Linked DNA regions of Mus musculus: all the other regions are linked to region 3. The links are chromatin contacts, called in public HiChIP or PLAC-seq and promoter capture Hi-C maps. All regions are on one chromosome and are shown on one strand. The core of a region is the stretch at or near the end of the contact, and the rest is flanking DNA. Distances in the headings are between cores, read along the strand shown. Region 1 holds the start of Heatr1 (HEAT repeat containing 1). Region 2 holds the start of Mtr (5-methyltetrahydrofolate-homocysteine methyltransferase). Region 3 holds the start of Tbce (tubulin-specific chaperone E). Region 4 holds the start of Gli3 (GLI-Kruppel family member GLI3). Region 5 holds the start of Ero1b (endoplasmic reticulum oxidoreductase 1 beta).

What was found. Promoter capture Hi-C pulls out the DNA fragments that hold promoters and counts their contacts. HiChIP or PLAC-seq counts read pairs in DNA pulled down with a chosen protein or histone mark.
Region 1: a promoter capture Hi-C map of pre-B cells shows a contact between it and region 3. The contact joins the promoter of Heatr1 here to the promoter of Tbce in region 3. A contact is called at or near these places in 2 of 39 promoter capture datasets (cranial neural crest and pre-B cells) and 1 of 484 Hi-C or Micro-C datasets (CD8 T cells).
Region 2: an H3K27ac HiChIP or PLAC-seq map of microglia shows a contact between it and region 3, with 6 times the contacts expected there. The contact joins the promoter of Mtr here to the promoter of Tbce in region 3. A contact is called at or near these places in 2 of 39 promoter capture datasets (cranial neural crest and pre-B cells) and 1 of 115 datasets of contacts at active chromatin or transcription factors (microglia).
Region 4: a promoter capture Hi-C map of embryonic stem cells shows a contact between it and region 3, with 2.5 times the contacts expected there. The contact joins the promoter of Gli3 here to the promoter of Tbce in region 3. A contact is called at or near these places in 2 of 39 promoter capture datasets (cranial neural crest and embryonic stem cells).
Region 5: a promoter capture Hi-C map of pre-B cells shows a contact between it and region 3, with 2.6 times the contacts expected there. The contact joins the promoter of Ero1b here to the promoter of Tbce in region 3. A contact is called at or near these places in 3 of 39 promoter capture datasets (cranial neural crest, liver and pre-B cells).

The regions. Positions count from the first base shown.
Region 1 is chr13:12,393,480-12,397,493 of GRCm38.p6, forward strand. It overlaps Heatr1 (HEAT repeat containing 1), which reads left to right and starts at 1,896. Exons shown (of 45, transcript NM_144835.4): 1 at 1,896-1,991; 2 at 2,261-2,434; 3 at 2,943-3,159. The coding sequence starts at 2,293.
Region 2 is chr13:12,255,406-12,259,676 of GRCm38.p6, forward strand. Mtr (5-methyltetrahydrofolate-homocysteine methyltransferase) reads right to left here and starts at 2,708. Exons shown (of 33, transcript NM_001081128.3): 1 at 2,457-2,708.
Region 3 is chr13:14,037,704-14,041,926 of GRCm38.p6, forward strand. It overlaps Tbce (tubulin-specific chaperone E), which reads right to left and starts at 1,935. Exons shown (of 17, transcript NM_178337.3): 1 at 1,835-1,935.
Region 4 is chr13:15,462,389-15,466,629 of GRCm38.p6, forward strand. It overlaps Gli3 (GLI-Kruppel family member GLI3), which reads left to right and starts at 1,335. Exons shown (of 15, transcript NM_008130.3): 1 at 1,335-1,723. Gm6556 (a long non-coding RNA gene) reads right to left here and starts at 2,230. Exons shown (of 1, transcript XR_001780862.2): 1 at 1-2,230.
Region 5 is chr13:12,564,481-12,568,532 of GRCm38.p6, forward strand. Ero1b (endoplasmic reticulum oxidoreductase 1 beta) reads left to right here and starts at 1,403. Exons shown (of 16, transcript NM_026184.2): 1 at 1,403-1,698. The coding sequence starts at 1,597.

The DNA of each region.
Region 1 (4,014 bases), core at 646-3,145, 1.6 Mb before region 3:
TTTTAAATACACACACACACACACACACACACACACACACACACACACACACACACACACACACAGCTCTTAAAGACATTCTGCTATACTCAGATCAGTATTTCTTGCTTAGCTGCTACCAGAGAAACTTCCTCCTGCAGCAGAAGAGAACAAATACAGAGAGCCACAGCTGGGTAATGTCTAGAGAATGAGAGACCTCAAATACTCAGTCGTAAATATGATGTTTCCATCTAATCCCCCCCCCCACTCCCTCAGGAAGGCAAAAAGGAGGCCAAAGGGGACGGTAGGAGAGGAGGACAAAAAGATAGAAAGAGCCAGTGGGGATGGAAGACACCAGGAAAGCAAGACCTTCCAAACACAGCAGAAGAGACTGTGGCAGCACGCACGCACAGGGCTTCCACAGGTCTGGAGCAGATGGGCTTTCAGCACTGAGAGAGGAAGGACACAAGCCCCTGTCCCTAACCCAGAGGTATCTCCCACTGACAATCACTCACAAATCAGTTTTCTACAGTGGAGCTAACTCACTGTGCAAACCTAAGGCTAGGTCCCAATTACCATATGGACAATGTAAGATGAGCTAACTTGAACTAACTCTGTAGCATTTTTGGACCTTTTTTGCCTCATAATTCTTTGTCAGGGCATCTTTTCCCCTCCTTATAGGTCCTTTGCGTATATATCTCCGTTTCTGGTTTTGCATTTTTATAAGCTTTCTGTGTGTATAAGCAGGTATGTCTCTTTCTATATGTGTTTCTTGAGCTTTTTCTTTGGCACTTTTTTCTTCTCTTTGTTTTGTCTTATTCTGATGTTTGTTTTTATTTTGCCTATCGCCTTCGTCGTCATCATCGTATGTTTGTACCCTAAATAAGAAAGAGAAAAAACGGTGTGGATTTGGGTGGAAGGGGAAGTGTTGGAGGATCTGGGAAGAGTTGTGGAACGAAACTGTAACCAGAATATGAAAACAAAAAAGTTTTGTGTATTTTTTGTTTTTGTTTTTTGTTTGTTTTTGAGACAAGGTTTCTCTGTGCAGCTCTGGATATTCTGAAACTCACTCCACAAATCAGGCTTGCCTCGAATTCAGATCTGACTGCCTCTGCCTCCCTCGAGCTGGAATTAAAGAAGTGAGCCGCCACCTCCCATCTTGAAAAAAGTTATTTTCACTTAAAAAAATTAAAATGTCATGTTTCTAATAATAATAATAACAGAATAAGAAAAACACCACTCCCTAGGACTGCAGACAAGGCAAAGGTGATAAGGTTGTCAGTAACTGCGTTCAGCGAGTGTTTACTACTTACAGAGCAACCAGATTGCACTGAGAACTACAACTCACGTTAGGTTTGTGCCCTCCTCGGGTAGCATTAGAATTAGAAACGCGGCTTCCCGCGCTTCAGCCCCTCGCAGGCTGGATAAGTATCTCGTGAATGACCGGTTCCTGCTACACACCCGTAAAGCTCCCAAAGGCGGTTGGGGAAAAAGAATCCCAGACCTAAGCCTGAAGGCACATAGCAACACTGAGCGAGGCGTCGGGTACCTAGAGAAGCGAGCTGTAGCACCAAGGAGCGGAGGGGCGGGACTTATAGGTGGCTTTCTGGAAAGAAGGGGGAGGTACTGTAGGCGTGGCTTAGCACATTTTCGTGAGGGTGGAGCTTAAAGGAGGGGCGTGGAATAAATGTGGTGTCTTGGAAAGAGGTGCGGATGGAAGGCGGAGCTTAACTGGATGAGCGAGCGGAGGGTGGGGCTTTGAGGTTCAGGCCCTTAGAGGGGAAAGTAGGCGGGGAATTAAATGGCTGGCCTGAATAGGCGGAACTTAGAGTCACGGAGGCGGGGCCGTTGTATTGCGTTTTCTACAAAGGTGTCCCTTTTCTCTTGCCGTAGTGAGAAGCCGGAAGTTCCTATGAGGCGTGCTTTAGAGTTCCGGGACAGTGCCGGCACCATGTGGGAGCTGATCTGAGGAGTTGTTAGCTGTCTAATCCTGCTGATATTCCGAGTTCAGGGTGAGGAGGAGCACGGTGCGGCTAGGCGCGGCCGTGACTTGGAACGGGTGGCCGGGTGGGCCGTGAGGTCGTGGTGCAGAGCTGGGGAAAGCTGGTGCTGCGGAGGCGTAGTTAACGCAATTGCTGTGGTGGGTCCTGGAGGGTCGGGGAAGCAAGTTTCTGTGTCCTCGAAAGGACTGAGCGCTGTATTGCCAGAGCATGAGCCCTGGCCTGCCATCTGTTAAGGCGCCTGACGTTTCCTAAAAACTTTTCACGCTGTTCGTTCTTAGCCGGTGTTTTGAGACATCCGCCTCCGTGCAAGATGACGTCCTTAGCCCAGCAGCTCCAGCGACTCGCCCTCCCTCAAACTGATCCCAGCCTCCTATCGAGACGTGAAGTTGCCTCTCTGTTATTTGACCCCAAGGAGGCGGCCACAATCGACAGGGACACCGCCTTTGCCATCGGTGAGCCACCTTTCACTTAGCAAAGCTCCCAGAGCATGATATCGGGGAGTTGGGGGGGGGGGAGGTTCTGTATTTTCTTGCCCCCCCCCCCGTTCGCTTCCCGAGCAGTACCTTGTTTTCTTGGTAAGGGGGTGGGAAACAGCAATACTGCTAGATGTGTGAATGTATTTATAAATAATGGTATCTGAAATTTCACAAACTAACTAATATGTAAAAAGGAAGAAAAGTAAAGAAACCGAGACAATGACTGTGGTGTGAGAGGAGACTTTCAGAACTAGATGTAGTTTTAATGACTAAAAAGAAGGGCTCGGGTGGAGTTCTTGTCATGAAGTACTTTCTTTTCTCCTAGTGAGTGGGGGTCAGATTTATCCTATATGTTAACAACTAAAGCCAGTGTTTGAGAGTGTCTAACACATGGTAACAGAGTTCATGAGCTTGGGGGTGAGGAGAACAGGAGAGTATCTGTTGGGTTTGCCTACAAAGAAGTTACACGTGACTCTCCTCCTAGGATGCACTGGCCTGGAGGAGCTTCTTGGGATTGACCCTGCCTTTGAACAGTTTGAAGCGCCATTGTTCAGCCAGCTGGCAAAAGGCTTGGAGCGCAGCGTCCAGACCAAAGCAGTGAACAAGCAGCTGGATGAAAACATTTCATCGTTCCTCCTTCACTTGTCTCCTTATTTCCTCCTCAAGCCAGCGCAGAAGTGTCTGGAATGGCTGATTCACAGGTAGCTAAACCTTCATTAGTTGCCAACACTTGGTAAGCTAGATTGCTTTCACAAATTTCAAAGGTTAACATGATGTTTAGAATGTCAAGTGAACATGCTCTTCTTGAATAGGGTGCCATTAGTTCCTGTCTAGTGTGTTTAGGGTTTAGGGGGTTTGTTTGTTTGTTTGTTTGTTTTTTGAGACATGGTCTCAGTGTGTATCTCTGGTTGACCTCAAACTCACAGAAATCTGCCACCTTCTTCCCCAAGTCTGAGAAGTATGTCATTGTCTTTGGCTAGTTTTGTTTTGGGGATAAGGTCTTATTATAGAGCTCTCGTTTGTTGTTATTGTTGTTTGTTTTGTTTGTGGAGAGAGAGTTTCTCTGTGTAGTCTCAGCTGTCTTAGAACTCAGTGTGTACACCACCCTTGCCTCACACCCAGAGATCCACCTGCCTCTTCCTCCCAAGTGCTGGGATTAGAGGCGATACCACACCTGGCTCAAGCTGGGTTTTGACTTACTTTTTTTTTTTTTTTGCCTGTCTGGCCTGGAACTTACTAAGTAGATCAGTTTGCCTCAGATTTATAAATCTGCCTCTTTTTGCCTCCCAGGTCCTCAGTAGTGTGGTTATAAGTGTGTGCTACCAGACCAGCCTTAACTGCATCAGTACTCAGGAGCTGATGCAGCTTCACATTGCAGATCCGTTAACATGGGGGCAAAACGTACAGTTCCTTCTTACCTCGCTAGGTGTAAAGAATGTCTTTTAAAATATCAACCCAAATCACGTGGTATTAGTGATGTGCGCGTTAAGCATTTATGTACCAGGCCTTGTACTCTAAGCACTATACGTGCTAGGAACCAAACTCTGACCTCTGCG
Region 2 (4,271 bases), core at 1,458-3,957, 1.8 Mb before region 3:
TAGAACGGATTCTCTGACACATCTTTTAAGGTGAATAAAAGGCGGCATGGTTTCATAGTAACTCCCAGTAGATGATTAGAAACAGCTTTATGTTTAATATCTGTGTGCATGTAAATAAGTGCTACATAGAAAAGAGTTCTGAGACCCGTCCTGGTGAATAAGCCCATGAAGCAATTGTATTTTCCCCAATTTGAGTAGATCCTACAGCTTTGTAGAATCGGGTATTTCGTTGTTTTAGGTTTTGTTTTTCCTTCTTCTTTTCTTCCTTCTCTTGACTTGGTACCATTTGTCTTCACAGCAAATATTCCAAAGGATAAATAGATGTAGAACTGGTGACAGCACCCACCAGATGCTGAAAGGAACATAAAGTCAGGTAGTAGCCGAGAACTACCTAAGACTGGGCTACAGCTCAGGGTAAATCACTCGCCTAGCATGTACGAAGGCTTACAGCAGACTCCCTAGCACCCCAGCACTGCAAACAAACAAGTGAAAACCAAGCAACTTAAAGAATAACAAGTTATAGGACAATTAGTTCCTAATATGGGCCTGTAAGTGACATGCTACAGTGTCAGGAACACAGCTCCTCTGGAGAGAATGGCCTTAACAGGGGTCACAAAAGGACTTCCCTTTCACAGGACAAAATGGTGTAGAATAAAAAATACTTCTCTTTTTTGCACTACAAGCAAACTACCTCAATGCATTCTCAGCAGTTTCCCGCTTTGGCTACTTTACAATCTGCTCCACAAGCTCCTTGGAGGACACATCTTTCATCTGGGGCCTCTAATCTCTAGATTGAACTGATTTGCTACATTTTATAGGCATCTGTTCACATATTATCTCATTTTTGAAATATTTTTTTCTCCCACTAATTTTTAAAGGCCAGAAGAGATCTGAGCTGCTACCAATTCACTGGCTCCTTTTATTCATTCTTCCATTAGTCACTCTTAGCTAAGTTCATAAAAGCATGCAAGGGAGAAACATGAGATCACTAGAAGCTGCAGCAGAAACTTTCTCACACACAGGGTCTGAGGTTATACCCTCTCCCTGACCATCTGCTGGAGGGATTTACTCTTGGCAAGCATTCCACCACTGAACCATATCCACAGCCTGGGACATATCCAGCTTTCAGTTCAACCTTGAAGTTCGGTAATCTTAGTTCTTCCTTGAGACTTGACAGTATAACAGTAAATAACACAGAAAGAAACAAAAAACAAAAGCTGGACACCAGTGGCTAAGGGTTTTTTAGGATGTTAAAGCAACGTGGTTGTAATACCAACACATAGGTGAGAGAGGCAGAACTATTTCTAAGCTACAGGTAAGGAGCCTAGAACTTGATGTTCACCCATGGAGGAAAGTGGAGAAGAGAGCAGGGCCAGGTGCAAATAGCCAACCATTTTCTCTCATTTTCTGCAAGGGATCACTATTTAATCTATTCTAAATTTTCAGAGGCTTTCTGCAGCAATAACTATATTCAATTACTCTTCTTTTTCTAAAAAGAAAGGAAGAAGCCTGAAGCCCTAAAAGACTAAATAACCATGCCGTAACTCTATGAAAAAGAGCGATCTTTTTTTATAGCAACAGCAATGTGCTGCCGGGCAATGTCCCACTGGTTTCAAGAACAATTCTACCAGCCCTATTTGTCAGATATTCACCCTCCTCCTAGGGCTACACACTATGCCACACCATACTCACTGTTCTGTCTTAAAAAGAAACAGGATCTCATGTTACCGAGGCTGGTCCAGAACTCATTGTGTTCCAGAGAATAGCCTTAGACGTAAACCCCTTCGAGTCTAGCTTTATGCAGAGCTAGGGATTAACTAAACCAGAGCTTCCTGTCCGCTGGGCAAGCACAACCTGATGTCCTTATTACTAATTCTCTCGACTCTACGTCTTACCTCACTCACACGTCTTATAGGAATCTCTCTCCAAATCTTTAAGACACTCAAAACTGAAATTATACTCCCTTTGTGTCTTTTCTCATTGTGGAGGCCAGAGCCACCAATATCCGAGTAATTTGCGATTACTATTCTGCCTTCCATCCCCACTCCTGGGTACTGAGAGTCCAGTCAGGCAACCGTCAAGCTAAAGCCAGAGTTTCCAAAAGTAAAGAGTAGAAAAGGAAATTAAAACCCCACGTGGTTCAACTGTCTAGGCTGCCTTACCGGCCTCCCAGCATCTGAACTCGTCTCGGGCAGACAGCTTTCCGTAAACATTTACTGAATACAGTTATATCATGCAGAACTTCCCAGGAGCCCCGCGGGAAGTTGTTGCTAGAAGTTGCAGCGCTAAAGGCAGCGCTCGTCGCTCCGCCACCGGACCGAGCGTGTGCGGGTGAGTGAAGAAAGAGACCCAGCAAGGACCGCGTCCCCCCCGAACTCCAGGCTGGGTCTCCGAAGGAGAAACTCCTGGAGAGCCGAGGCACCCACAGAACCGCTAGACCTGGATGGAGGAGTTACCGAGTGACAACAGCGCAGGCGACGCGCCGCCAAGAGTCCTCCTCAAGCAGGGAAGGCTTGATCTCCAAAGAATTCCACCGCGGGCGGCTCCAGCCAGCGTTTTCTGGCCTGACGAACTGACAAGATCCCCGAAGCTCCAGAGCCGACACACCGGGCCTCCGGGTACCGTGCCTCGGGCACGCGCTTCTTACGGAACTCCCAAGCGCAGAGCTCCCCGCTACAGAGCAAGGCCGCAGCGACAGACTAAAGGAATTGACGACGTAGAGACGGCCGCCGCCGCCACTGCGCCGTTAGCTCTCCGCTCAATCTAGCCTCCGGCAGGAGGGCCCGCCCCCTTCCCGGCATGTGATTGGCCCTCAACAGCTCCTCGCCGCCGTGTATAGGCTGTTGGTCGTTACCCAATCGCCGGAGGCTTTGCTCCGTGGCCCTATGGGAGATGTAGTCCTGAGTACTGGGTCCCTATGGAGACCAGAGCGTCTCTTCCCTGAGTTCTGGAAATGGTTCCCAAAGACCTCTCCAAGTTCTAGTCGAAAAATTCATACTATAGTATTGGCTCTCATCAGTGGTGGAGTATCAAGGGCCAGGAATCTGAAGTCAGAAAATTAATTGTAGCTTAGTTTTGCAGACACTAAATATCTTGTCTCCCTCATCCACAGAAAAGAAAGACTAGAATGAAAGTGACTATTAATTTATAGGCTTGCAACAGGGGTTAAAAAAAGAACCCGTGAGTACACTATGGAAATTATGAGGCACTATAGATGCTAATGGCCACACTGATACTAAACATTTACTGAGTAAAACACTCAAGTTGAGATACACACTTGGATAGCACAAGTGGGCCAGTAAGAACTTGCACAAATAATTAAACATGGAAAGAAGAAAGTAGGAAACATCCCAAAGGGTTTATGGTATTCTAAGGCAAATAAGTATCTGGGGCAGAGACGGGAAGATTCCTGGGTTTTGCTAGCTGCCAGTCTGAATGAAAAGCCAGTGAGCTACAGGTTCAGAAAACAATCCTGGCTAAAGAAATAAGGTGGATAGTGAGAAAGGAGAATACAGATGGTCTCCTTTGGGCTCTGCAATACAGGAGCTCATTTATCTTAGCACACAGACATGCATACAATGCACACACGCACACACACACAAACAAACAAAGTAGTTGGGTCTTAAAGGAAGGGTATATTTTTTTTAGTCAGAGGAAATACACAAATAAAACATAACATTTTTTTCCCTTAGGAAGATCAAAGTTCCCTCCAAACCTAATTTGATGTTTTATTACTAGAAGCAAAGACCAGCATGGCACAGCATCACTCCAGAGGAATTAAGGAAGCACCTTGGGCTGCTTCACTCACATTCATTTGAAGAATGGATACCCCCTACCTCAGAATGCTTTAGGGAGGGGCTGCTACCCTTACATGGTTCCTTATTAAATTTGAAAAGTGCCTCAAAAGTTTTGACACCAGAAAGACACCCCAAAAACATGTGTCTAAACTGCAACTTCAGGTGAATATGACTAAAGCAGTTACATTGTGAGAAGTGCTGAAGGTATGAGATGTCTTCCCTGGCACAGGAGTGACCATGGTTCCTCACCACATGGTGTAGCCACCTGTCTTAGTTAGGGTTTTACTGCTGTGAACAGACACCATGACCAAGGCAAGTCTTATAAAAAACAACATTTAACTGGGCCTGGCTTACAGGTTCAGAGGTTCAGTCCATTATCATCAAAGTGGGAGCATGGCAGTATGCAGGCAGGCATGGGGCAGGAGGAGCTGAGAGTTCTATGTCTTCATCCAAAGGCTGCTAGTGGAAGACTGA
Region 3 (4,223 bases), core at 685-3,184:
ACTTGATCTTTGACAAAGGAGCTAAAACCATTCAGTGGGAAAAAGACAGCATTTTCAACAAATGCTGCTGGTTCAATTAGTGGTTGACATGTAGAAGAATGCAAATTGATCTATTCTTACCTCCCTGTACAAAGCTCAAGTCCAAGTGGATCAAGGACCTTCATATAAAACCAGATAAACTTAATCTAGTAGAAGAGAAAGTGGGAAAGAGCCTCGAACACATGGGCACAGGGGAAATTTTCCTGAACAGAACACCAATGACTCAAGCTCTAAGATCAACAATTAACAAAAGTGACCTCATAAAACCGAAAAGCTTCTGAAGGCAAAGGACACTGCCATCAGGACACAACGGCAACCTACATATCAGGAAAAGATCTTTATCAATCCTATATCTGATAGAAGGCTAATATCTAATATATACAAGGAACTCAAGAAGTTAGACTCCAGAGAACCAAATAACCCTATTAGAAATGGGGTACAGAGCTAAAGAAAGAATTCTCAATTGAGGAATCCTGAATGCCCAGGAAGCGCCTAAAGAAATGTTCAACATCCTTAGTCATAGGGAAATCAAATCAAAATGACCCTGAGATTCCACCTCACACCAGTCAGAATGGCTAAGATCAAAAACTCAGGTGACAGCAGATGTGGAGAAAGAGGAACACACATTTTCATTGTTTGTGAGACTGCAAGTTGGTACAACCACTCTGGAAATCAGTCTAGAGGTTTGTAAGAAAATTGGACATAGTACTATTTGAGGACCCAGTTATACTACTCCTGGGCATATACACAAAAGATGCTCCAACATATAACAAGGACACATGCTCCACTCTGTTCATTGCAGCCTTATTTATAATAGCCAGAAGCTGGAAAGAACTCAGATGTCCTTCAACAGAGAAACTGATACAGAAAATGAGGTACATTTACACAATGGGGTACTACTCAGCTATTAAAACAATGACTTCATGAAATTCTTAGGCAAGTGAATGAACTAGAAAATATCCTGAGTGAGATAAGTCAGTCACTAAGGTGGATGGCAAGAAGTGTGCAGACTGTAGCCTGATATAGCTGTTTCTAGAGAGGCGCTTCCAGAGCCTAACAAATACAGAGGCAGCTGCTAGCAGCCAACCATTGAACTGAGCACAAGATCCCTAACGGAGGAGTTAGAGAAAAAAAGACTGATGGAGCTGAAGGGGTTTGCAACGCACAGGAAGAACAATATCAACCAACCAGACCCTGCAGAGCTCCCAGGAACTAAACCATCAACCAAAGAGTACACATGAAGGGACTCATGGTTCCAGCCCCATATGTAGCAAAGGATGGCCTTGTTGAACATCAATGGGAGGTGAGGTCCTTGGCCCTGTGAAGGCTCGATGCCCCAGTGTAGGCGACTGCCAGGGCGGCGAGGTGGGAGTGGACGGGTGGGTGGGGAGCACCCTCAAAGAAGCAGGGGAAGGAAGGATGAAATAGAGGGATTCCGGAGGGGAAACCGGGAAAGGGGATAACATTTTAAATGTAAATAAAATATCCCCCTCAAAAAAAGGGAAAAAAATCTGAATACTCCTCTCTGCCCTCCCACCACCCTCCACCGCTGTCCACCAGAAACGTCAAAAGGAAGAGATGGCAGCATCACTTGAGACCCACGCCCAGATGTTAACGGGGGAGGGGTGGGGAGGATCCAGAAGGCGCTTGGCGCAGGCGCACTAGCCTTCCGCTGGGTCAGCCCACAATGGGGCCCAGCCGACCGGAGAAGTCTCGGAGCAGAAAGCACACACTCAGGCAACCCAGCCCCATTGGGCAGCTCGCCACCTCAGCTCCACGACCTTACGAAGCTCACCTTCCCTCTGCCGGTCTGTCAGCACCCAGAGACCCTCACGCAATCAGCGACGAAGCTTTCGGCTCTAGGCGGAAGTATCTGGAGACCGGAAGTCCCACCTCCGCAGAGGAAGTGATGAAAACCACTTTAGCCCTTCCAAACGCGAACCCTATTGTCGCGAAGTGCTGGTAAGGTAGACACCGGAACTGCAACCCCGAAGGACTGTGGGACCAGTCGATTTTGCGTACTGTAGTTGATTCAAGACGCGAACTAAAAGTTCATAGCTGGGCGTGATGGCTCATGGCAATTACAATCAGCACTGGGAAGGTCGAGGCAAGAGAGATGGGAGGAGCGGAGGGGGGTTCATATCTAAAAAACAAAAATGTTTCATGCTTATGGGCACTAAATCACCGTAGGGAGTTCATAGTTACATAGAAAGGTGTAGTGTTGATCCCTCCAGAACTGGAAAGAAAAAGTTAACCAGCTAAGGCATGAGGGAGAACAAGAGTAAACGCAATGTTTTAAGTAAGTCACCACTTTAAACAAGACGTTCCTATGAATCGAGTGTTTTGGTTTATTTTTAGATGTTAAAAAGCCAGTAACTATTTCATTGAAAACAAATTTAAGATGCTATGTATATAAGCATATCGCAATGTGACCCCTCATATTGCTATACCTGAAGCTGGCAAAAACTTACTTGGAAGAGCTCCGGCTTTGCTGGATCCAAGTCAGTTTGACCAGACAGCACCACGAAAACAGTAATAAAAGAGTGCTGTAATTCAATCCAAGAGGAATTGCACAACTCTGCTGGGAGACATAATTAATTATAAATCTGTTTTATTGCACAGCAGTGAACGAGAACCCTGTAGTGAATCTGTTGTCAGTGGTTAATGAAAGATGAAATAAGCTGCCAGAACCTTTCCTGTTTGAAACCGTCTCAGTAGTCATAGAACATGACTCACTCTTGCCTGGAGGGGCTAAGCTACTATTGTCATTTGGCAAGTCTCCAATAGAAACACAGACCTTCAGATGGGAGCGTTTTTCAAGGACAACATTTCATGAAGGTGCTGCTGCTGATTGTTTTGAGACAAAGTCTCACGTATCCTAGGCTGGCCTCAAAACTTGCCAAAGTCAAGCTGGGCGTGGTGACGCCCACCTTTAATCCCAGCACTCGGGAGGGAGAGGCAGGCGGATTTCTGTCACCTAACTACCAAAGTCAAGATTGGTCTTAATTCCTTAATATCCTGCCTCCATCTACCAAGTGCTAAAATCACAGGCTTGGCCCACCATGCCAATATCTCCACATTTATTGTAACTTCATGCTTTTCAAGGAAGTGTTGATACAAAACACATGCTAGAAAAGAGATAGGCTATTCTGAACCAAATTTAAGTGATCTTGGCCCAGAAACGTTTACTGAGTTTACCCTGAATGACTTACTGTAGAAGAGATCATTTGAATTTTTATACTTTTACACAAGAACACATTCCTCTATATCTCCCAAGTTCTCCCTACCTTCTACTTCCCGTGATTATTTTGTTCCCCCTTCTAAGTTGGACTGAAGCATCCTTACTTTGGCTGGCCTTCTTCTCGAGCTTCATATAGTCTGTGAGGAGGAATATTGCTAGCTTTGCATGTGTGAGTCTTTAGGTTTTATCCTTAGAACTGTCAAGAATGATGATGGTGGTGATGAAGAGGAGGAGGAAGAGGAAAGATACCTACTATTGACCCTTGGCATGACAGGCACATACATGCATACTCACATACAGAGGTACCCATACAAATAAGTACACAGAAGAACATTCTAGTAGCTTGAGGTATGGGCAGGTGCAAGGGGCTATTGCCAGAGCCAGAGCTGCTGGTTAAGCCTGATCAAGATGACAACCTCCCAAAAGCACCGAGACTTCGTGGCAGAGTCCATGGGGGAAAAGCCAGTGGGGAGCCTGGCTGGTATTGGTGAACTCCTGGGCAGGAAGCAGGAGGAAAGGGGCTTTAACAAGGCTTATAAAGAATGATGAAGACCTCTTTAGAGAATGGCTGAAAGACACACGTGGTGCCAGTGCCAAGCAGTCCTGGGACTTTTTTTTTTTTTTTTTTTTTTTTTTTTTGGTTTTTCAAGTCAGGGTTTCTCTCTGTGTAGCCCTGGCTGTCTTGGAACTCACTTTGTAGACCAGGCTGGCCTCGAACTCAGAAATCGCCTGCCTCTGCCTCCCAAGTGCTGGGATTAAAGGCATGCGCCACCACCGCCCGGCAGTGATGCCTTCTTATAATGTTCTCTGGGAACCCCTCAGCCCCCAGCCCCAGCATAGAGTCTCTAGAGTCTGCAGCAGGGCAGGGCTCCTCCCTGTCCTGCATGAAGAAAAAGATGGCTGTTGCCACCTTCACCTCCTATGTTCTCCAGGGTCTTTGGGG
Region 4 (4,241 bases), core at 85-2,584, 1.4 Mb after region 3:
ACGAATACACTGTCAATTCCGTTAAAAATTTTCCCCAGTTTAGCACGTGAATTTCAAAATGTTCTTCAAATTATTATAGCTATTCATCCACCCACTCTGCCTTCAAGACGGCTGCCACAGAGCACCCTGAGCACCAAGGCACTCCTGGTGGGCCAACTGCTTACTCCGGTATTCTGGAATGTCTCTTGGGTTTTCTTCTTTCTTCCACCCCCTTGAAATCCTCCCTTTCAAGTAACAGGTTGGGGTGAGTACCTGGATGGGGAGAGAGAGATGAGTGCACTGGCCCGTTGAAGTAACATGGGTCTTTTAAAAGAAACCAAGGACAGGCACTCTGCATCTTAAGGAAAAGAACCCCGTGCAAGTCAGGGTTCTCAGCTCAAGTCCCGGTTCCCAGCTCGGGTCTTTGTGTTCTTTGCAAAGTGGCCCACGGGGACAGTAGGCTGTACGGCGAGACGTCCCAAACGGAGTTTAACGCAACGGGGAGGAAAGTCTTCAACTTTCAAAAGCATCATCCCGCGAGAGGAAGTTTCAGGCTTGGCCTAGGGAAAAGTACCAGGAGGTGTGCGGGGGTGGGGCAGTGGCGATCTGAGAGGTCTCTAGAGAAGGAAGGGGAGTCCAGCCCGAGAGCGGAGTTGGGGGGGGGGGGGGCGAAGAGAGGCGGCATGGGCGAAGCGCCCGGCAGCGCGCGAGCCCCGGCTGCTCGGCTGCGCGGGAGCGCAGGCCTGGAGGGCTCGGGTGACATCACCCGCGGGCCCCTTCCTCCTGCCGGGTGGGTGGGGCCTGGCGCGCCGCGCGGGCGCGGGGTCAAGGAGGGGGAAGAGGAGGAGCAGGCCTGGATGTGTCTGTGTGAGGACCCGGGAGGGGCGGAGGCGGTGGAGCGCGTGGCTCCCGGCTGCCCGCGCCAGCCCTGCCCGGCCCGACGCGCGGCCTCAGTGCCGCCCCTCAGCGCAGCGCCCTGGGATCCGCGCGCGCGGAGCGGGACCCCGCCGGGCGCGGCCTGGAAAGGAGCGGGAAAGCAAAGTAAGGCGAGCAGTCTTCCCAAGTTTTTAAACCAACTTCGCCCCCTGCGGCGGCGGCGGCGGCGGCGGCGGCGGCGTCGTCCCGCGGCTCGGCGCGTCCCCCCCAGCGCTCCTCCGAGTGGCGGAAATTAGAGGGACGGGGCGGGGGTGGGGGCGCGCGAGGGAAGAAGGAGCCGGGAAGGAGAGCAGAGTCTGACCACATCTGTGAAAACTTGGGGAAGGAGGGCGGGGAGGAGGAGGAGCGCAGGAGCGCGCGGAGGGGAGCGCGAAGGGCGCGCGCGGCGGAGCTCAACTTTTGCAACCGGGGCGCTCGGCCTGGACGGGCCCTTAGTCGTTGAAAAGTCGACTTGACGGTCGGGGGGCTCCTTTCTTTCTCTTTCTCCTCCCACCCGCGGTTGAACCAAATCAGAACTGTCACTCAGGGCCGGTGACTCAGAGGGATCAGATTACAGGATCCCTGAAACTGATGCGCGGGCTGCAGCGGCGGGAGGGAGCGGACCGGGCCGCACCGCCGGCGCCCGCACACTCGTCCGCCCGCCCGCCGCTCCCCTCCTCGCCCGCTCGCCCCGTCGCCGGCCCACGCCACACCATGCCCGCCGGGGCCGCACGCTGGGATCAGTCAGGCCATCCACGGTAGCCCGAGTCCGCCTGCCGCTCCGCCGGCGCAGGTCTGTGGATTTGGGACCTGACAGCCAAAGCCGCAGGTACGTCCCGCCTGAAGTTCTTTGTTTTGCGGGCCCCGCAGCCCTCCCTGTCGAGCTTCCCGGCGGCGTCGGAGCGGCTTGTGTGCGCTCGCGCCTTCCCGCGCTCTCGGGGATCGGGTCTCGGCTCTCCGGACTGCAGAGCTCCTGCCCCAGGGCGCGCGGACCAAGTTTGCAGCGGCGGCGTCCGTGCCTACTTCTCGCCAAGTGCTGCGCAGAGCTCCGGGAGTCCGGAGCTGCGGCTGGTCCTCGCGCCCCCGCAAGCCGCAGCTTGGCTTGCGCGCAGCGCCTGGGGATGCGCCGAGCCGCCGCTGCCCCGCTCTCCAGGGTCCCGCCTTCACTTCTGAGGGTGGGGGTGCGGGGTGAGCGGATGGAGGGCGCGCCTCCGCGGTGGGAGAGGAAAAGTGAAAGTTGTGCCATCTGTGCGTGATTTGGAACTCTGTCTCTTCCTTTCCAGAGGTAGAGCAGAAAGAAAGAAAAGAGAAAGAAAGAAAAGTAGCCGTGGCCCTTGCGGTAACCAAGAGGCCGAATTTGCACAGAGCAGAGTTGGGTACGGATCACTCTACTCTGCTGGGGACACTTAACTTTCTGGAGTTGCAGTGGGACCCCGAGGATGTGGCAGAGTTAATATTGATCATACATTTGAATAGTTGGTGAAGCGACTTTTCAGCAGATGGCCACATGCCCTCACACTCGGCCCGGCCTTTGCTTATTATCCTTTGATGAACTTAGTATCCTTCTGTGAACTTTGTGCCTGTGTCCCGGAGTGCACCTTTTTGAGTACCAAGCCATACCCCCCCTCCCCCCAGGCTTTCTTGGCTGTGTGTGTGTAAAGACCACTTAGGGAAGTTTCCTGCACCGCGTTTACCCTTTCTCCTCCCCCAACTTGGTTGTAGATTCTGGCCTTGGGTACAGTGCTCATGGCCCTCTGCCAGTTTATATGTACATATATTTATGTAAAACATTTTCTCCCAGCTCTGTGCCAGCTGTTCCACATTTTCCAGCTGCCACTTCAGTTTGAAATGATGGACTGTCGTCCTCAAGTAAAAGAACTCTTTAGTCCGAGGTATGGAGGGCCGGCCGCTGTGCAAATACAGGGGCAGTGCCATTAGCCCCGCTGGTATTATTAGTTCCAAAAACACCTCGTGCCCTTCTTTTCCTCTCCTTCTCCTCCTCAATTACAGCTTTTCACAGCCCAGTACGTGCACTCTGCTGAACATTCAAGTGATTAACCCCCCACTCCCCTTTCTAAATGATTTTGTGCAGAACTTGGATGAGGCCGGCAGGCTGGTTAGCTAGCTTGCTTCTCTTTTCTTTCTTTCTTTCTTTCTTTCTTTCTTTCTTTCTTTCTTTCTTTCTTCCTTCCTTCCTTCCTTCCTTCCTTTCTTTCTTTCTTTCTTTCTTTCTTTCTTTCTTTTCCTGAAATATGTGTCTGGTGGAAATAACTTCTAGAAAAAGAGTTGCAGCTTGAGAGCATTGGGCATGGCTGGGGGAAGGGGAACTGTGCTCTGCCATCTGAAATAATCTCATTTTAGTCTATTTTAGGGGAAACCTTTCCTTCGTTCTCATGTCACAAGCTTGCACTGTTTGATGTCTTCACGAGTTATAGACTGAATTCTTCAAGAACTGGCCTAAAGTATTAATTTTGAGTATTTATGTAATTGCTCTGTAATTTGAATAGGTGCCTTATTGATTGATTCCTGTAATTATTTCATTTGGGTTTTAAATTAAAAATTAATAATAGTCTGACAGTTTCTTAATTACACGTGTCAAGATTATTTTGAAGCAGGAAAATGCTGTTTTAAAATAGTGAAATAACCTCAGAATCACTTCATTTTTCTAAGGCAGCGCAATAGAGGATATATTAAAGCAGTGGAGATTGGTTTTAACAATGTAAACTGTGCAGAGTATCTACAGAATTTGTTTATGTTAGGAAATATTGGCTTTAACAATCTGGTCCACGAGCTCTGTGGCCAGTTAGATTATAGTCAGACCTTAAAACAAACATGAAATAACATTTAAATTAGCTGAAATTGCATATTTATACAGAGCAGAGAGTTTATTTTACACTAAAAGCTATTTAATTAGAAACTCTCCGCCTAAGGGGAGATCCTTTCAGGGTACGTAATTCTTAAAGTCAGCCTAGGGAAGGCTGGGTTTAGCTGCATGAATAAGTTCAATGTGAGAGGTGTCTGCTGAAATTTCACACAGGCAGAAACACTTTAAAAGATATAGATTGCTTTATTGCTAATAGACTGGCAGGCTTAGCTCAGATGCCTACCAATTCCCTGTGCTTTTTACACACTCCTTGATTGAACTCCAGTGTCCTTACAGTTTTTATTGTATGTCTAATTTGCAAAGGAGAAAATTCAGCATTGATGAAAAATAACTCTGTCGCGTTATTTCATTGCTTACTTAATGAAAGCATTGTTAATTTAACAATTGGATTCCAAGGCCTAAAAGTTGGACTCTCCTTTGTTTTGAAGCCAGTGAAGTTTTCTTAATTACCTGCATGCTGCAA
Region 5 (4,052 bases), core at 153-2,652, 1.5 Mb before region 3:
AAAAGGGAGCTGGTGACATGGGAAGATGGCCTGTGAAGTTCCAGGGTCTTGGACTGGTTTATTGTTCTGTTGTCTCCGCCTTAAAAGTCTTCTCATTTCCCCTGGACTTTCATTTCTGGCTGACCCTACAGATCATGCAGTGGGTCTAGATGGAATCATGGATGCGAATGTTCTCATGTTACCAGAGAGGCCAGAGGAGATTTTGAAGATGTGATTAAGGATTTTGAGATCAGGAAATTGCCTGGGTTATCCGGGTGAGCACCATGCAATCGAAAGTCTTTATATGTAGGGACACAAGAGAGATAGGGTCAGAAAGCACAGACGACAAAAGCAGGCTATGCCACTGTGTCATGTGAGGTCCTGAATCTAGGAATTTGATTGGCCATAGAAGCTAGAAAAAGCAAGGAAACATTATTCTCTAGAATATTCCAAATGGATGCAGTTTGTTTTAGTTTTCTGGCTTCCAGAATGTAAGATAATACATTGGGGTTGTTTTCAATCACTACCCTTCTGGTCATTTGTTACATCAACAATGACAAATTGATACATACTACTGAATGTAAGTTTCCTATAACTCAGGAATATCGGTAAAGTTAGCGATTACCATTAATTGATCACTTATTTGCTAGGGACTACAGGAAGCTTATGTACATAACCTTACATAATCCCAGAACAATATTTGAGGTGTAATTAAGACCACAAAACCATCTAGAATGTGTTACATTTGGGATAGTCTATGTCCCTTTAAGCTTTTCTGTGCGTTTATCCCGATTCTTCGTTTTTCACTGTATAGACTGGGGTTTTCCTTCATCCTTTAAAATGTATTATAGATTTTCTGGTGTTGGTAGAGGAGTAGTGGAGACACCAAGCAATGATACTTCTGGGGCATGTGACATGAAGGAGGTGCTGAAGACTTCCTGACAAGATGCCAGGTGGTTTTAGGTAGCTGCAGAGGTGAGAAAAAAGGCAAAGAAAGCTCTTGGGAATAGCAAGTCAAAGATTCGGCCGGCCTGGCGAGAAAATCCTGGCCCCAGTAGGTCAAGCGGTGACAAAGAGCTATTGGCATAGTGCCTGAAGACCTGCGGGGATGGGGGTGGACAGTCTTGTTTCTCAGAGCGACGAAACAGAGGTTCCACCACCTCAGGCCAACCCCTAAAACAGCACCCACTCTCCCGCCTGCTCCTGGGTGTTTTGGAGGCCTCGTGGTCCCGCCTCATTGGCCGCCGCGGAGCCCCGCCTCAGGGAGGCAGAGCGACCTCCGAGCCTGTAGTTCTCCATTTTCAAGACCTTCCCACTGTGGGGGGGCCCCAAGGGGCTACAGGGACTACAACTCCCAGAAGGCTTTGCGCAGAGGGCGTGATCATAACTGAGGACGCCGGGGGCGGGGCCTCCTGGGATGAAGCGGGGGCGCGCAGCACTGGTACATCAGTCGCTGCTGCTGCGAACGGTAGAGTGTTCCTTGCCCGAGACCGGCGCTCAGACCCCGGGTCCTGGAGGCTCCCGGCTCCCAGGCACTGCCCCCTGCTGTCGTCGTCGCGGCGGGCCGTCGTTCCCCAGCCCCGATCGGCCGAGGCGACGGCAGCGGCCGAGGTCACCATGAGTCCGGGGTTCCGCCGGGCCGTTACTGGGCAGGGGGCGGCGGCCGCGGTGCAACTGCTTGTCACCCTGAGCTTCCTCTCAAGTCTGGTCAAGACTCAGGTAAGCCCGAGGACCAAAGGCAGGGGACGGGTCACGCCGGCGTCGCCGAGAGGCCGAGGTGCAGGTGCGAGTGGCCAGCCAGGGATTGAGAACCGCGCCGGCTAGTGCGGGAAACGTCTGTAAAGCGCGGCGGGCGCGGGGACACGACACGCGTGGTGATGGTTTACGGAAGAGGAAGATGGTGACGGCCAGTAAGCGCTAGCGGCTTTATCTTTGTGATGGTGACGGGGAGACACAAGTCTTGAGTGGTGAAGGTGTTGGGGACACAAACCTCTGACATCCTTCCCTCAGATGACAGGGAGGCAGACCCTCCATCCTCTTCCTGGGCTAGAGGGGGCATTACTTCATTTCCTTGAACTTGTGCTCTAGAGATAGCTATAGGCATTACCCGCTTTATAATTATCCACCTGTCCTACGTATGCAAAGTGGCATGCCAGGTGAGCCCAGTTATGACACTGGAGGGCCTAGGCCCCTACTGTGGGCTTCTTAAGTCTATAGTGAGGCTTGCTGGCTGGACAGTCCGGTAGACTTTGACGTTGCCTTGGTTAGGCAGGTATTACTGAAGTGTTCACTACATACTCGAAAGCCAAAGCACAGCCTCTTGCCTTGAAAAGAGATAGGTTAGCTCTGCCTCTTTTAGTGAGGAAGGTTTGAACAGGTTGCCAGATGCTGCTATATCTTGTCTGCACCTGCTGCAAAGTGCTAGCTCGAAGAGCCAAAACCGAAGAAAAACAAAAGTGTCTCAGATGGCCTGATAATGAGGGGCATGCAGTTTGAAGCAATTAACACTCATTGCTAAGAGAAAAAAAAATGATGGTAACTGTGAGAGTAACCGTGTAAACATGTTTTTCTGCCTTGTTCATGGTGTTATGGTGTCCAGCATGAAGTCCTAGAATACAAGAATATTCTGTTTGTGTCCATGTGTGAGTTCTCTTGAATGATTTGATAAAAATAAACAGCTAGGAACAGTGGCATACACCTGTAGCCTCAGCTCTCAGGGGTAAAAAACACAAACAGTAGGAAAAACAGTAGGATTGCCGCAGGTTGGACGCTGGCCTACATATTGAGATTCTGGGTTAGCCAGGACTACATAGCAAGACCCTCTCTCAAAAAACTAAACAATGAACCAGTCAGAGAAAAGAAGGAAGAAAGGGAAAGGAAAAGAAACCTTTTGTTAAACGTGGAGCTTGCTGAGTCCATCTGGAACTGAGCAAGGAATCAGAATTTTAAACAAGCCTTGTAAGTGTCTGTGATGCAATTGTTCTTTCCACTATACTTTAGTCAGGCTTGGCAAACACTATGATAGGATTCTGGGTGTATCTATCAGATTTAGAAAAAATAAATTTCCTAGGCTGTCAATAGCAAAGTTACTTTGTAGTTACTAGTTTGAGTGTTTGACTTGAGTGGAGCTTACATTTAGAACTTTTAAATAAAGTCTGATTTCTTGTTTTCTTGCTTGATATATGTCATTAATTAATTGTATACTTTTAAAATCACTAGTCTAGAAGCTTCACTTAAGGTTTCTCTAGCTACCAATAATCACATGTAATTAGTGGTTTATAATGTACCTGTAATTCTATTTGTTGATATATATTTGTAATATATATATCAACAATAAAATATTTGTGCATTTCAAAGTAACACCGTGCCTGTCTACAAAAGTATATTTTGTTCTTCTAAATACAGTTTTGATGTCATTTTTAGATAGCACTTTAACCTGTAACATGTTTAATTATATATTACCTCATTTTATTTGGTACATATCATGTGTAAGGCTGTGGTGGTTAAGTGAAGTTCAGAGAGCTTAATTGGCTTATTAAGTTACATAAACTGGGGCCCTAATGTAGCCCTTTATGCTCTACCCAGCATTAACAAATCAGCATACTTGCTTCAGTGGACAGAAAAACAGAGACCAGACAATCAGAAGGTGGAACATAGACAGTTCCTCTACTTCTCATGCATCCTAAACTTGGGGGACGGGGTGTGCAGGGGGAGAAAGAGTAAAAGTAAGAGGAAGAATTAGAATTGTTGAACAAACACCTCTGTTCACAAGAAATCAAAGTCATTTAAGGAAATAGGTACTTTGCCTTCTATATTGAAAGCAGGAAAATGTTTTTGACTATGTGAGAGGATGTTCATTTGTATATCTGATGCCCCATTTTCTTATAAATGAAATGCAAATATGGTTCATGGCATGCTAACATACAGTTTTCCTGTAAAAGGATATTTCTGTCAAATATATTTGAAACCCTTTAAAATGCCCATCTGAGGTGGCATGAAATCAAGGAACACAGAGCTCCCCACTAAATGGAGGTCAGAAATGTGGGACTCATTCCACTACCCGGAGGATTTGT